2 separate regions of the Sus scrofa genome follow, and region 1 is linked to region 2. A link is a contact called in public HiChIP or PLAC-seq data. All regions are on one chromosome and are shown on one strand. The core of a region is the stretch at or near the end of the contact, and the rest is flanking DNA. Distances in the headings are between cores, read along the strand shown. Region 1 overlaps RALY (RNA-binding protein Raly). Region 2 overlaps CHMP4B (charged multivesicular body protein 4b).

Region 1 (2,700 bases), core at 163-2,662, 160 kb before region 2:
TAGATGAGCACTGAGAGACTAAGCTCTTTAGGTCCTGGCATTTCCCTTCCTGCCCCTCCATTTTAAGAGAAGACAAGATCTCTTTCAATATACTTCGAGTATGACTGCTTGCTAGATTAATTTCTTCCCTGAAATGATGTAATTTCAGGCAAAGAGGTCATTCTCGTCCTTCTATCCGATTTAAATACAAATTGGCTTGGGGATGGGATTACCTTTTCCACCTGTTCCAAGAGACTATGAGAAGGCACCACCCACCCCCAAAGTATGGGACGTGTCTTTCCTACTCTGCTCATTAGCAGGAATATGGATGCCACCTGATCTGTGTTTCTGTTCAAGTTGTTCCCATTGCACAGAATGTCCTCTTTCCATCTCTGGAGCCTAAATCTTCTGCAACCATACTTTCTGGAATTAAAGAGGTAGAGGAGAGGGAGTTCCCGTCGTGTCGAAGCATAAACGAATCTGACTAGGAACCATGAGGTTGCAGGTTCAATCCCTGGCCTCACTCAGTGGGTTGGGGATCCAGCGTTGTTGTGAGCTGTTGTGCAGGCTGGCAGCTTCAGCTCTGATTGGACCCCTAGCCTGGGAACCTCCATATGCCATGGGTGTGGCCCTAGAAAAGACAAAAGCGGGGGGGTGGGTAGAGGAGAGAAGCACAGCAGCTGAGAAAAGATATCTGGGTGCTGCTTCTGGGTAGTCTAGAGGAGAGATTTGGCCCAGACATAGAAATACTGGTGATTCATCACTTATAAGCACAATCAGACAGAATATTAGAGATTTGGAAGGTCCTGGATAATACATGGTGACTATTCTTATCCTACAAGGCCCAGCTCAGATGTTCACTCCTCCATAAATGTTCCCTGAGTGACAAATACCCACAAAAGAAACAATCTCTCCCTCCTCTGAACCTCCCAATCACTACCTCTTTATGGTCTTGCTATCTGAGAGTTCATATTACGATTCTCACAATTCACTGCTTTTTTTTTTTTTTTTTGCTTTTAGGGGCTGCACCGGCGGCATATGGAGGTTCCCAGGCTAGGGGCCCAATTGGAACTAGAGCTACTGGCCTATGCCACAGCCAAAGCAATGCAGGATCCAAGCTGCATCTGCAACCTACACCACAGCTCACAGCAAGGCCAGATCCTTAAACCACTGAGTGATGCCAGGGATCGAACCCACAACCTCATGGCTCCTAGTTGGATTCGTTTCCGCTGCACCACAACGGGAACTTCCCCTTACAATTCATTCCTGTAACTACATACCAACCAGAGAGACATAAAATGAGAAAGACAGATAATGTAAGTGTTGTCAAGGATGTGAAGCAACAGGATTTCTCTCAAACACAGCTGATGAGAGCGTGATCTGGTATGCCTCTGAAAACTGTCAGTAACTACTGCACCTGAACCCTATGACTCAAGCATGTGGTTGGAGAATACTCACTCACTGCTCCTCCTCAGCAGTTCTGCCTACAGTCCTTTGCTCCCTCATTGCCTCTGTCTAAATGCTTCCATCATTCTTTCTCCCAATCCCAAGGCTGGTCCAGACCACTCTTTCTGATCACTTCAGCACAAAGAAATCGCCCCTTCTATAGAAAACTGCTATTTACCTATTACCTCTGTCAAATGACTCATGATTTTTTCACATTTAAACTGCATCATTTGGTTTTATAATGCACTTTTAATAACATTATCTAACCTGTTCCTCACAATAACAATGTGAAGAAGCCAAGACATAGATTAACCCCATTTTATAGATGAGAAAATGGAGCTTCATAGAGAGAAAAATGACTTACCCCAGTTTACCTAGCCAAATTAGTTCCAGGGTATAAGAGTAAGACCTTAGTCTTCCAAACCAAGCTCTCTAACCAAACTGCCTTTTTATCATCTACATCTTCATGATTACCTATTTCCCCAAAGAGACCAAAGGTTCCCTGAAGATAAGAGTATGCTTTACATATATATTTACCTCCCTCACAGAACCAAGGAAGGCACTCAGTGGGCTCCACAGTTTGGCTGATTGATTTCAGTATTGGCCCTAACGTTTGTGGACGTACACAGGCATATTTCCTCTTCTTTTAGATCTCTTAAGTAATGCTAAACTGGAAGAAATCATGAACATAACACAGCATCCCAAATAACACTGTTTTTGAGGTAGGGACAAGGGAAGAGCAAGAGCTCTTCGAGACAGGGTAAACTCAACCTTCCCTCCATTTCTAGGGCTCCATGCTACAAAGTGTCCAAAAAAGCCTGACAGAGACACTAGCATGGGCTTTAAGAACCACAGCATAGTCACAATTAATAAGTCACAAATTGATCAAATGCCAGAAACCACACCTCAAGTAATTCCACTTGCAAACAATATAGAGCTATTTTATTTCAAAACTGAGTATAGGAGTTCCCGTCATGGCGCAGTGGTTAACGAATCCGACTAGGAACCATGAGGTTGCGGGTTCAGTCCCTGCCCTTGCTCAGTGGGTTAACGATCTGGCGTTGCCGTGAGCTGTGGTGTAGGTTGCAGACGCGGCTCGGATCCCACGTTGCTGTGGCTCTGGCGTGGGCCGGTGGCTACAGCTCCGATTCAACCCCTAGCCTGGGAACCTCCATATGCCGCGGGAGCGGCCCAAGAAATAGCAACAACAAGACAAAAGACAAAAAAAAAAAAAAAAAAAACTGAGTATAACAAAACTTAAAATAATTCAATATG
Region 2 (2,921 bases), core at 1-2,500:
AGCACCCCCAATTTGCCGAAATGGTCAGTGCTGAGTTCTTGTCCAGCAGGGCTTAAACCTGCTCAGCCCCTGCAGAAATCTGTGGCTCTGATTTGCTGAAAGGCTGGCGGTCTAGTCAGAGACAGGCTATTGATCCAAAGGAGGAGAGTTGCCTTAGGCCATCTGTGCTGCTCACCTGGATGGAGCCTCAGGGGAACAGCTAAAAACCATCATTTGGCTCTGGCCTCTGAAACATGGAATCAAACAGAAAAATGTCCAGCATCTACAAAACAGTATGTGGCTTTTACAATGAGCAGGGATGTACTCACGCTGTTAACAGACAAAAGGAATGCTGAGCTACTCCCTCTTTTTACGCCGCAAAACTGCTTGGAGCCACACCTGGTTCTCTGGAGGATTACTGTAATATGGCACTTGTTGACTCAGAGAATGTTGGAGTGGGAAGGAACTTTAGCATCCATTTAATCAGTTCTTCTCATTTCATTGTTGAGAAAACTAAGGCCTAGAGTTGGGCAGGCACTTGCCCAAAGATACCAGCTGACAGGGTGAGAACTAGAAGCACAGTGTCTCCAGGTCCTAGGACTCTGTTCAGCCACCCTGAGTGGAGGTTCAACCCCTGGAGAACAGGAAAGCTAATGGGAGGCTGGGAGAGGTCGTTCTTAGATTTTTATGACTAGGAGAGTTCAGGCTGAACTCGAAATATATGGCCTCAGAAACAGAGGTCCCTGTCATCAGGCAAGGGAAGTAACTAGCTGTCTCTCGGCTCAAAGATAAACATAAAGGCAAAATTAAATAATCCCAAAGGGGAGTTCCCGTCGTGGTGCAGCAGAAATGAATCCAACCAGGAACCATGAGGTTGCGGGTTCCATCTCTGGCCTCGCTCAGTGGGTTAAGGATCCAGCGTTGCCATGAGCTGTGGTGCAGGTTGCAGATGTGGCTCGGATCTGGTGTTGCTGTGGCTGTGGTGTAGGCTGGCAGCTGCAGCTCCGATTAGACCCCTAGCCTGGGAGCCTCTATATGCCACAGGTGTGGCCCTAAAAAGACAAAAGACCAAAAAAAAAAAAAATTAAAAAATTAAAAATAAATAACTGGGTCAAGCTAGTTCAGGTAGGAGATATTTCTTCATCTAATTACCTTTGGCATGTAACCTGCGATACCCTCAGAACCGAAAAGAAGTTGCTATTCTGCCTCTACCAGCTACCCAGGATGTGCTGGGCTTCAGAAAAAGCAGAAGAGGAACCAGAAAGAACTAACAAGAAAACGGGTAGTGAGGCCATGGGTCCTCCCTTATGAGGAAACAGCCCCTCACCCACCTCATTCCCTCAAGTGAAAATGGGCAGAAACCCCCCCAACGGGAAACTTCACCAGGTGCTGGAGGAAGATGGCTGCTGGTCCCCAGCAAACTGCTCTCTAGACAGAACGTGCCCACCTAGTGCGTGCCTCCCTAAATTCAACCTAACAGATTCCTCAGCTTAGCATCCAGGGCCTCCTTAGGGAGGCCACAGCTTACCTTTCCAGCTCTCACCATCCCTTACCCACAGCCCAGAATCCTCCCGTACGCAGTCTCCTCTGCCTGGAATGACCCTAGCCCCTTCCTCTGTCCCGAATCCCCTTCACCTGTGCCCACCCCTCTGTGTTCCATAGTGGCCCCCACATGGAGTCTTTCACAGTGGAAACTCAAAATGTTGGCCAAATTGGTGGAACTTAATCTAACAACCCTTTCCCTTTCCCTTTCCCAACATCATCCTACAGAAACAAACAGCTCCATCCTAAGATGCCAACCAGAGTCCCAGCTCCTAAACCTGGGAGTAGCTGGCTCTCTTTCCTGATCTCTCTGCCTCTTACCTTTGAAATAAGAGTAATAGCTCTTTTTTTTTTTTTTTCCTTGTCTTTTTGCCATTTCTTGGGCCACTCCCGCGGCATATGGAGGTTCCCAGGCTAGGGGTCTAATCAGAGCTGTAGCTGCCAAGCCTACGCCAGAGCCACAGTCACGCGGGATCCGAGCTGCATCTGCAAACTACACCACGGCTCATGGCCACACCAGGTCCTTAACCCACTGAGCAAGGGCAGGGATCGAACCCTCAACCTCATGGTTCCTAGTCGGATTCGTTAACCACTGAGCCAGGACGGGAACTCCATGAAATAAGAGTAATAGTTCTTGTCAGAGAAGCTGAGTGCCTCAAGATGAGAGGCTCTGGAAATAGGTTCTCAAGTTTAAGGCCATTATTTTAAACTCCCCTTAGATTCATGCCCCATTTACCAACTAATGCTAGGAACTTAAAGCTTGTTTCCAGCCAAATGCCTCTTCTTTTATCACAAATGCCCCACTGTACAGCTATTGAGAGAGCTGCACTGAGGACTCTGGGTAGCCTGTTGGCCTTTTCTTTCCACAGAGTGTGGAGGTTTCCATCTCGAGTGTGGTCATAGTTCATGGTTTCAAGAAAAGCCTGCAGTTTTAGGGCTGCTGTCCTCTCAAATCTCATGATATAATGCATCAGTTGGTTCCCAGTCTATGGTTGTGAGCCCACAGGGTTCACAGCTATCACTCTGCTCTGTGAATGCACCAACCCAGCACTGCCTATGCACTTAATGGTGAATCACAAAAAAATAAGAAAACAACCACCACTTGACTATCTACTACTATTCATGTCACACACAGTCCTAGGATACAGACACAAAATAGTGGGTATTCAATAAACACTGGTTGAGGGAATAACGTACCTTCTCAATCAATGGGTACTAAAAGTACAACTATTAACACATGACCAAATCAGATTTTTTTTTGGAACTAGATAAGGGTCCTCCAACCTGAAAAGAATGAGGGCCTCTGGGATAATGAAAGAGTCCTGGGTGGGAAGGATTCAGGTCTGGATCCTAATACTGGTTAGACTCCCAGAAAGCAGAGCCAGGAGGCTGAGCTCTCT

What was found. HiChIP or PLAC-seq counts read pairs in DNA pulled down with a chosen protein or histone mark.
Region 1: an H3K27ac HiChIP or PLAC-seq map of alveolar macrophages shows a contact between it and region 2. The contact joins two enhancer-like sites. A contact is called at or near these places in 1 of 5 promoter capture datasets (liver) and 1 of 2 datasets of contacts at active chromatin or transcription factors (alveolar macrophages).

Annotation. Positions count from the first base shown.
Region 1 is chr17:37,457,048-37,459,747 of Sscrofa11.1, reverse strand. All of the region lies in intron 1 of RALY (RNA-binding protein Raly), which reads right to left. Among named protein-coding and RNA genes, the nearest start is that of RALY, 11 kb to the right of the region's middle. Within about 2 kb of position 1,412, at least 4 of the 83 cell types and tissues checked have an H3K27ac peak or open chromatin away from gene starts, as enhancers often do. A contact at or near this core is called in alveolar macrophages, where this site is marked.
Region 2 is chr17:37,300,935-37,303,855 of Sscrofa11.1, reverse strand. All of the region lies in intron 1 of CHMP4B (charged multivesicular body protein 4b), which reads right to left. Among named protein-coding and RNA genes, the nearest start is that of CHMP4B, 17 kb to the right of the region's middle. Within about 2 kb of position 1,250, at least 4 of the 83 cell types and tissues checked have an H3K27ac peak or open chromatin away from gene starts, as enhancers often do. A contact at or near this core is called in alveolar macrophages, where this site is marked.